Regions from separate parts of the Mus musculus genome. Here region 2 is linked to region 1. A link is a contact called in public Micro-C data. All regions are on one chromosome and are shown on one strand. Each heading gives the region's core, a stretch centred on a gene start, on an enhancer-like site or on the middle of the called end of the contact. The rest is flanking DNA. Distances are from core to core; before and after follow the strand shown. Region 1 has its middle 40 kb from the start of Kirrel3. Region 2 holds the start of Kirrel3 (kirre like nephrin family adhesion molecule 3).

Region 1 (4,409 bases), core at 194-2,693:
TTTTTCTCTGTTGTTTTTTTTTTTTTTTCTGAAGTGTTTGTTCTATCTTCCCTTTAATCAATAAGGTCCCTGCGGACCGAAACCCAGAGTGGCTACGCGGGCTTGAGCGAAGAGGATGAGGAAAGTTAAGTGCAGCACAGGCTATGCAGGCAGAGATGGAGCAGGGCTTCAACATGCACAGGCTCCACTTTGTCCGAGACAAGAGCAGGAGGTGGTGGGGGCTGAGGCAAGTCCACTCGGTGGTTCTTTTTCTAAGTACTAGCAGGTTTGGAGTTTCCATCCAGTCAACACAGCACTGATTGAATCAGCTCCAACTCTGTGCTCTCCTATCCAGGCACACTCCCTCCCCGACACAAAAGCCTGGTGCCTATGAAAAGCCCCCATAGTGGGTTTATAATTATCATCAAACTGCAAACCCATTTCTCAAGGATCCTTCCCCATTGCTAGAGAGCTGGATTAATCAGCACAGCTCACAGTGGTTTTGCATCTCTTAATTTACTACCAAACACTCCTTCTCTCCTGAGAGGAGATGTTTTGTTACGTGTAATTAGACCATGTACGCAATCCTATGTGGGCCTTGTTATTTTTGCACAGGAGGATTACGGAGCTGTCTCCAGGTGGGGAACAGTGACATGCTGAAGGAACAAAGGTATGCTGTGTGTTCATTTGCAAATCTCCACCACCCTGGCGCAAGCTCAGTTGGAGGAGATATTAGGGCTGGAGGCACACACGTGGGCTCAGCTCCTGCGCCTAATTGTCTGGGGCCTGGAGGTTCAGAAGATAATGGCTGAAACATATGCTCTCTACGGCTTCTAAGGTTTTGCGTCTCCCGAGAGCAAGGCCGGCAGCAGCTACCGCAGAGTGGAATGGCTTGACAGTAACTTCACTGCCTATCCTTCCTAGAACACAGTCTCTATGTGGTACTGGCTCTCAATTCAAAGAAGCCTGGGGTGGGTGGATTTTGGAAAATGAACATCCTGGAGGGCCTTGAGCCCTAGTCCTGGGGTTTTCCTTGTGAGTGTCTGAACCCTATCGTCACAGCCAGCATCATCAGAGATGAAGCTCTTGAAATGCTTGACTGCACCAGAAGTAAAAGGAAAATATAGTCCTCAAGCGCCTTCTCTCCTGTTTCAAATGCTCTTCACCAGCAGCCTCAGAATGTCTCTCACAACTCAGGCTCCTCTAGAAAAAAAACTGTTTAACCTTAGAATCGGTTGATGAAATGGGCACAACTCTTACATTTTTTCTCCTACTCTGCCTTGACATTCCCAAAGAATGTATCTCTGAGAACTCCCAGAGTAGCATTGGTTTCATGGAGGCCCAAAGCAGGCTGATTAGTCAGGAGGAGAGAGAGACTTGACACCAACCACCAGGCCACAGTGAGGAGGGACTAGGAGTAGACTGTGTTCTGAGTCAGAGATTCCAGGCTTCTGCTTATCACCTCCTGTTGTGTGACCTTGGGCAAGTCGCCCACCTCTTTGAGCATCTATACTCTCATCCATCCAAGGATGATAATAGTGATCCTGTATCTGACCTCCCCTCCTGGGGACTTGGTGAGGAGCAAATGGAAAAATGGAAGTGAAAGGGCTGTTGTAAACTGTATTCCAATGTACAAAGGACAGTCCTTGTGATTAATAGTAATGGCTCTTCCTACTGATAATAGCTTCAACCTGGGAGCTGGGTGGGGTTGCTTTTCTCTGATGCCACAACCCTTTGTGAAGAAACAGTGCTGAGAAGCTGCCAGCCCGTGCCCTGTCACTCACCAGGGACATCTCAGGAGACGGCAGTTGAAGGTGCTAGAGGAGAGGTGCCACGACATGCTGTCCCTCAGGTTTGACACAGCGTAATTGTTTTGACATATGATGGAATTTGTCCTCTCACGGGTCAGGAAAAAAAAGCCCCAATACTGATGCTTTTCATCTAATTTCAATTACAGTCATTAAAACCCTTACTCCTGAGTCAAACCTTTCCAAAAAGCCATCAACGACAGCCCATTACAGATGAGTTATTTATAGTGGCGCATGTTAATTCTCCAGTACCACAGACCAATGATTCATGGCTTGGCATTAGGGAGCGACATCATTCATGGGCTGAGTGATCTCTGACATAACAAGCATCACTCTGTATCTCTGAGAGGACAATTCAAGGCCTCAGAGGCCAGATCCCAGCTACAGCTGCAATGGAGCAGCTGGGCCTGATCCATCCCAGCCAAGAAGCGCTGCCCTGACTGGAGAAGAAGGTGCTACTTGCTTTGGGCTTGGCTAGAGACATGCAGAGCATATCTGAGACAGTGTTTGGCATTGGCCTGAGATTCAACTCCTCTTCTCATATTTATAGCTATGAGTGTGGGCAGTCAGTTGACCTCATAGTACTTGCCTCTCCTGCTCGATAACTATGAGGGGATGTCTGATATTCACCTGGACTTGATGGAAAAAAGCCTCTGGAGCCATAGAGAGCCCAGCATCCTTTTATCCAAACTGCTTCAACCTCAAGTTCATAAGTGCCACTTTGACCGATCAATATTGGGCTTCTTGATTCTTGGTCTATTTGTAGCTGAAATTCTCCCCCTTGATTAAAAATTCACCAGGAGGCAGCCTGATGTGACATTTATGAGTTCCTGGAAGTCCATAAATGTTGAATGTTAGAAATTAGCACCAAGTTGTTTAGATGATAAAAAAGCAATAAGCAAGCAAGCAAGAGGGCTAATATTCAACACTCCGGTGTTTTTATTGCCTATCTATGTGACCTGATGGCAAAGTGGAAGTAAAACATTATGCCAAGCCTTCTACTGAACTTCACCATCATACCAATCCTGACTTCCTCCCTTAATTAGGCCCAATGAAACTGTCTGGCCGTCCTACTTCCTTCCAACTCTGCAGCACTTTGTCAGTTGGCAGCTGACTCCAGGTCCTCCCTCTATTTTAATCCTGACCATGATAGCACAGAGCAATAGCTCTGCCAGAGCAGGAGCCATAGGTCATTGGTACAAAGAAATGTATGACCTTGTAATTTTGCAGTTCGAAATGATTGGTTCACATTAGACACGTGACTATTTGTTTTTAAAATAGTCCCCACCCACATTCTAGTCCTTTTCTGAGCATCCCACCCATTATTATAGCGTTTTTCTTGGACAGGTTTACAGTGATCTCCCTATAGACCAAATAGACCACTAACCATGGTTCTAGGAGCTTTACACACTTGTAGGTTTTGTATAGTCTGAGCCAAGGCCAGTGAAGAGACAGAGAAATTTAAATGACTAAATTTCCAATCAGCCAGCCTGATGGCTGTTGTCTCTTGTCTGCTAATGTCCACACAGAGGGTGGTTTGTATAAGGAATGTCAATGCTGCTGAGTTGCTGATGGATTTTACAGAACACGATAAAACATTCTTTTTGATGCTTATATGGGAAAACCAAGAACTCTGTTATTCTAGTTTGCCCAGGTGAAAGGAAGTGCAAGAGGCGAAGAGAACCAAAGCCAAGCTCTGGGCATTAACTCAAAGCTCTGCTGTCTGCTATTTGTGACCTCTTTCTGTACCGAAGTCATCTTCTGTGAAAGGGCATTAATGAGAATGCCTTCTTCACAAGAATGTGATGACAGTAGTAAATGAGCCACTCTTTGAGGGCATCACTAGCGCCCAGTAAATATGTATGAGGATTTATTAGGTAGAGGATTTTTCCTCTACTTTAAGAGCATCCATGAATCCATCCTGTCCACCAAACATATGGAAGATGCTATGGAAGTAAAGAAAACTAGCAAAACATCCTTTAAGCACAGTTTCCAGGAGGAGTTAGAATTCAGATAATGGAGAAAGTAAGGCTGGTACCTGCTGCAGGCAGGCCTCATGGGAACAAATGTACAGGAGATACAGAAAAGGGCAGGACTGAGAAAGTCACACAGGGAAGCATGGTAGAGGATGCATGACTGGGGTTCAGCAGGAGGCGGTGGTAAATGTACCCTGAGGTAGCCTACAGCCAAGCTGTTCCCTCCTGCTCACCAATCCCACCAAGTCCCCTCTACTCACGCTGTCACCCTACTCCTCCTTTACCTGCCTTTCTTCCTCTTTCTTAGCCCTTCCTCTGCTTGCAAATTGCAGAATCACCCTTTCCCTTCAATTGATTTTTTTTTCTTGTTTTGCCTTTCTTGGCTTCTTCAAAGCAACTTAAGTGTTTCAGAAATAAATCAAAATAAATAAATAAATGTGGAAGGATACAATAGGGAAAGCAGAGTCTTCCCCCCTACAGACTGTGTGATGGTTATAAAGCATGGCCATGGGGACAAACACACAGGAGATACAGAGAGGGGGCGGTCTGAGAATTCACCTGGGGAAGTATGTTAGAGGACGCACAGTAGATAACTGGAGTCGGGAGTTCTTGACACATCTCTGCAAATGGTGGGGTTTGTGTCTTT
Region 2 (4,648 bases), core at 765-3,264, 41 kb after region 1:
GCTGAATTAAACCTGGGCCGCGGGCCATTTAGAAGCTTGCAATGAAAATTAACCAACAGCTGAGAGGATAAATCTTTAGTTAAAATATCAAATGCTGCCTGGGCAGGTACATTCCTTCTACATCTTAGCAGGTTCGGTTTGGCCTTTGAAGTGGGACTCAGACCTTTCATCTCCCTTAGTCCTGAATATTTAGTGAAAAACTGCTGCTGATGTTCAACACTATATATGCCAGATCCTCACCCTTCATATATCGCATATGCTACTTGGGATTAATACCCATCTTTTGCGTGTTTCTGATTTACCTCTTGTGCTTTATTGCATTATCTCTTCTATGCCAAGCTAATGGAGCAAGGCTATGCTAATGTTGCTTCTGTGCCTTGCAAATTTGGCTGATGGGGCTGCCTCTGCTATTCAACATCTTCACACACACACACACACACACACACACACACACACACACACACATGCTTATAGATTTCCCTTTGATATGTTTAACAGCCTCTAAGAGATGTAGTTAAACAAACTGTTATGATAAGAATGGAAAAGTCAAGAAAGCATACACCTACTAATTTATAGATCTTGAATGTCACTGCCAGGTGTCAGCTCCTACCAGTACACACTTATGCATACGTCCCTGCTTCTTTGTTGTTCATAAATTCTAAGAAACATTTTTTAACATCCATGTGGAAACTCAGAGTTGGAATGTGCCTTGCAGTCAGCAAAGCCCCATATCTGTAATACTGATGGAAGGGTAAGAGATCCCTAAAAGGACTCCCTAAGGTCCAAAGACTGCAGAAAGTAATGATTGATTTTGTAATTGAATGTTGAATGACGCACATTGAGAAAGCATCTTTCATTTTCCCCATCTCTCCCTTTAGTCCCTCTTCACCCACTCTCTATAACACTGCATATTTTTATGTGTTGCTTTGTAAGATACTTAGAGTTTGTGTCTTGTATGCACTCAACTTCCACTTTGGATCACAAGCTCCTGGAGGCATGGTCAATTTTACTTTCCCCCATGGCATGCCTAAATGTGTATCAAGTAAATAGACCTAGAAAAATTCATGTTGCTATCATGGAGGACATGGAGTTTGATTTGAGTGTGGATTTCATGACAGGTAAAAGACTTGCAGGTTTTTAAGAAATTGTTGCCTATGACCTTGGCCTCTCCTTGGCAATCAAACTCACAGCACCTTTTGGAGAAGAGGCATCCTTATAGTGATGGAGTGCTCATTAGAGGAGAGAGGCTCAAATGCAAAGACAGACTGCTGCCTGTCCTTGTTAGGGGAGACACAGACTGGGATAATAGTAATAAATAGGTATGTGTCACAAACCTGCCTGCGTTCGCTCTTAACTCCTGCATTTTGTTTTCTAGGAGCAGTGCAAGCAAACTAAGATCCAAACACCCAGGGCTTATCAATTCCAACCCCCTCCTCCACTCCTCTACCCCCCCCCACACACACACATACACACAAACCACCACCATCACCCCAGTCACCACATCACACACGCACACAACACACACACACACACACACACACACACACACACACACACACCAAGAAAGTCCCCCAAATGCAAAGCCTGCCCTGCTTGTGCTTATCTCAACTCCCTAGCCTTGGCTACACACACTGGCTAAGTCCCTGCTGGGGAAAGATGCACCCCTGACTACCTTTTAGCCCAGTTGCCAGTCCCTAGTGCAACAGCAAGGCAGGCACATTTTGATGCATGTGCACGAGTCTAATCATCGGTAACTTCACTCCCGTTTAACAACATTACATCGTGTGAACAGAAAGTCACAGCTCCGCTCGGTGCTCACTATACGTTCTGGTCAATAATGGTAACAAAAGCAGAGTATCCCCCTGTTTAGGGAAAAGAAGAAAAGCACAGCCTTTCTGCAACCCTCCCGTTTTGCAAAGCGTTCCCCTTTCCAAGTGTTTCCTCTTTAATTATGACCTGTTTCCCCTCCCTCTTCCCCCCGCCCCAGCTTCTGTGAAAGGAGCCCTTCTGTCACTCGTCACTCGCTTGCTCGCTCGCCCGCTCGCTAGCTCGTTCGCTCGCTGTGGGAGGAGCCCGCCAGAGGAAGCCGTGTGCCTGGGATGCCAAGAACCAGAGAATGGATCTGCTCCGAGTGGGCACATTGCTAAGGATCCCGGCTTCCCGAGGCGACTGAAAACAAGCATTTGGTTTCGGCTGCCTGCAGATACCCGGAGACACAACGAGACCTAAGCGGACCAGAGGAGGGACAGACCGACTGACAGATAGATGGTCGGCGCGAACCCTGGAGGACCGGCGGCGGAGGCTGAGCACCGCGAGCCCAGCCGCCGCGCTTGAAGAGAAACTAACTGCACACCCAAGTTGCCCGCCGGCTGCCCGCGCGCTGAGGAATGAGACCTTTCCAGCTGGATTTGCTCTTCCTCTGCTTCTTCCTCTTCAGTCAAGGTAGGAACCCGGCGCGCCGGAGTTGGAGCAAAGTCGGCGGCGGCGGCGGCGGCGGCAGCGGAGGGCGCGGGTGGCTGAGGGCTGAGGGCTGAGAGCTGGGAGGTGGACAGGCTCGGGAACTCGTACTAGCTGAGGGTCTTGGTGCCGGCCCATTGGCAGTTAAGTAGCATTGCTTCTTTGCATTTGCAAATGCTACAAAATGGAACTGTGGGTTTCCCTTCGGAAGGAAGGGGCTGGGAGAACAGGGGAGGCTGCACTTTCTCGTCTTTCTTGTCCACGTCCAACTCCAACTCTCCGATGCATGTAAGTTCTTTATGCACCCGGTATATTAATTAGGTAACATCCGTGTGGCTAGGCCATTCGGAACTTCTGGGTGCCTGCTCGCCTTTCTAGCCAGGTTGGAAAAGGGGAGCCTGGCGTAGGTGGAGATTTCAGTTTCAGTAAGGTCTAACTTGCCCGGGTGTGTTTAAAGCAAATGTGCGAGGTCTGCACAGTTGCAGAAAGGGATGCGATTAGGGAAGGTTCTGAGGCGGGTATTTACAGTGGCTGGGGAAAAGAACGCTTGTAAAGAGTTACATTGAATGTCACCCATTTCCCTGAGCAAGGCTGAATTCTGAATCCTACCAAGCACTGGATTAGGTGTATGAAATGGAATTTCGCCCCTGGTGCCGATTGCTTCCTTTCTGCAATCCTAGCAGGTGGACTCTCCAGAAAGAACTTTGCTACCTCTGGGATCCTTGCCACTGAGAGTCATGGGGTGGGTCATGGTGGAGGGAGGACTAAGCACGCGCCTACTTAGCTAAAGGCATCAACAGTCACCTGTGGAATTAAGACTGAAAGAGCCAAGTCAACCCATTCCGTCCCACTCTTTTGGAATGGCAGTGCCACCTCTGCCATCTGAGGCAGCATGTGTGCCTGCCAGCACAGCTCTTGGAGGGACAGGACTTTCAGAAAAAAAAAAAAAATCCACAACAGAGAACATCCATCTGTTGATTAAATGAAGGGTAAAAGTTTTTAAGAAAGCAGAACATCGCCATGGGTGGCTGCCTGTGCAAACAGTGTGTACCCCTTGCTTCTCTTGTCAGGAGAAGCCAAATATAAGTAAAACCAGGCTTCCTTCTCCCTTTCCCCGGTCCTTGTTGTCACTGTAGATTTCCCACTTATCCATGCAGGTCAAACTTTGCAGTTATCACTCCTGATTAAACTCGAGGGACCCCTCCCCTTAGAAGTATGTATAAAGCATGTTTATGCAGATTTATAATGAGCTCACACTTATACATTCATATGGGTTGTGGGCATCTCCCCAGGAACCCCTACAGCAACATGAGGACAAACAGCCTTTGCACACACACACATACACACACATATAGTGACTCTCATTCTCCGTTGCCTCTTAACTAATTCACTTGGAAAGTTTCCTGTAGAATGTGTAAGAGAAGAAGGGGCCCTTACAACACACACACACACACACATACAGATTTGCATAGATTTTTTTTGTGTGAGCCTTTTGTATTTTTAGAAGCTTGATCAGTACTTTCTCAGATTGGCTTGTGCATCCTATAGGTGTCTAAAGTGCTTCCCTGCCTGCCTGAATCATTATAGAATGTATTTTCTACTGGGCTTGATCCTTTCTCCGTACCAAGCTATTTCTTGACTGCCTCATATGAATCTTTAAATATTTACCTACCAAGGGTAAATGCTCTGTTTCATCCACTCTTAGCTCTGAGGGCAGTAGGAAGAAACCACAGCCCCATGCAATCTGTATCATCTCCTGAACTCTTGGTGTTCTGAAGTTGGTTTGCAGTGTCCAACAATGGATGTTTAGTCCATAAAGTTCCAAAGCAGCCTCAAAAAGTCTCTGAGAAAGGTGCAGGGCCAGGCAACCTAAGCTTCCTGTTCTGGGCACTAGAAATCATGTGTGGGGGAGCAGCACCATGCAGTTAGGAGGGAAGATGTTTGATTGGTTCATTGCAATGTGATAGCAAGATCTTTTGACTTGAGTCCTGAACACACAAAATATATGCATATATATTACATTTCTCTACTTTTGTGTGTCTGCTCTCATGGAGGTGGATGCGAAGGTGTCGTCAGAGGAGAACTTGCAGAGTTGGTTGTCTCCTTCCACCATGTAGTTTCTGGGGATGGAATTCAGTTCACCAGGCTTGGTGGCAAGCACGTTTATCCACTGAGCCATCTCTCTGGCCTT

The links. Hi-C and Micro-C count contacts between places; a contact is called where the count stands out from the background.
Region 2: a contact with region 1 is called in a Micro-C map of muscle stem cells, with 4 times the contacts expected there. The contact joins the promoter of Kirrel3 here to the enhancer-like site in region 1. A contact is called at or near these places in 6 of 484 Hi-C or Micro-C datasets (the HL-1 cell line, cerebral cortex, frontal cortex and 2 more), 3 of 115 datasets of contacts at active chromatin or transcription factors (astrocytes and embryonic stem cells) and 2 of 9 other capture datasets (adipose tissue and liver).

Annotation. Positions count from the first base shown.
Region 1 is chr9:34,446,543-34,450,951 of GRCm38.p6, forward strand. No RefSeq gene overlaps it. Among named protein-coding and RNA genes, the nearest start is that of Kirrel3, 40 kb to the right of the region's middle. Within about 2 kb of position 1,444, at least 36 of the 459 cell types and tissues checked have an H3K27ac peak or open chromatin away from gene starts, as enhancers often do. A contact at or near this core is called in muscle stem cells and olfactory sensory neurons, where this site is marked.
Region 2 is chr9:34,486,717-34,491,364 of GRCm38.p6, forward strand. Kirrel3 (kirre like nephrin family adhesion molecule 3) reads left to right here and starts at 2,015. Exons shown (of 17, transcript NM_001190911.1): 1 at 2,015-2,442. The coding sequence starts at 2,388.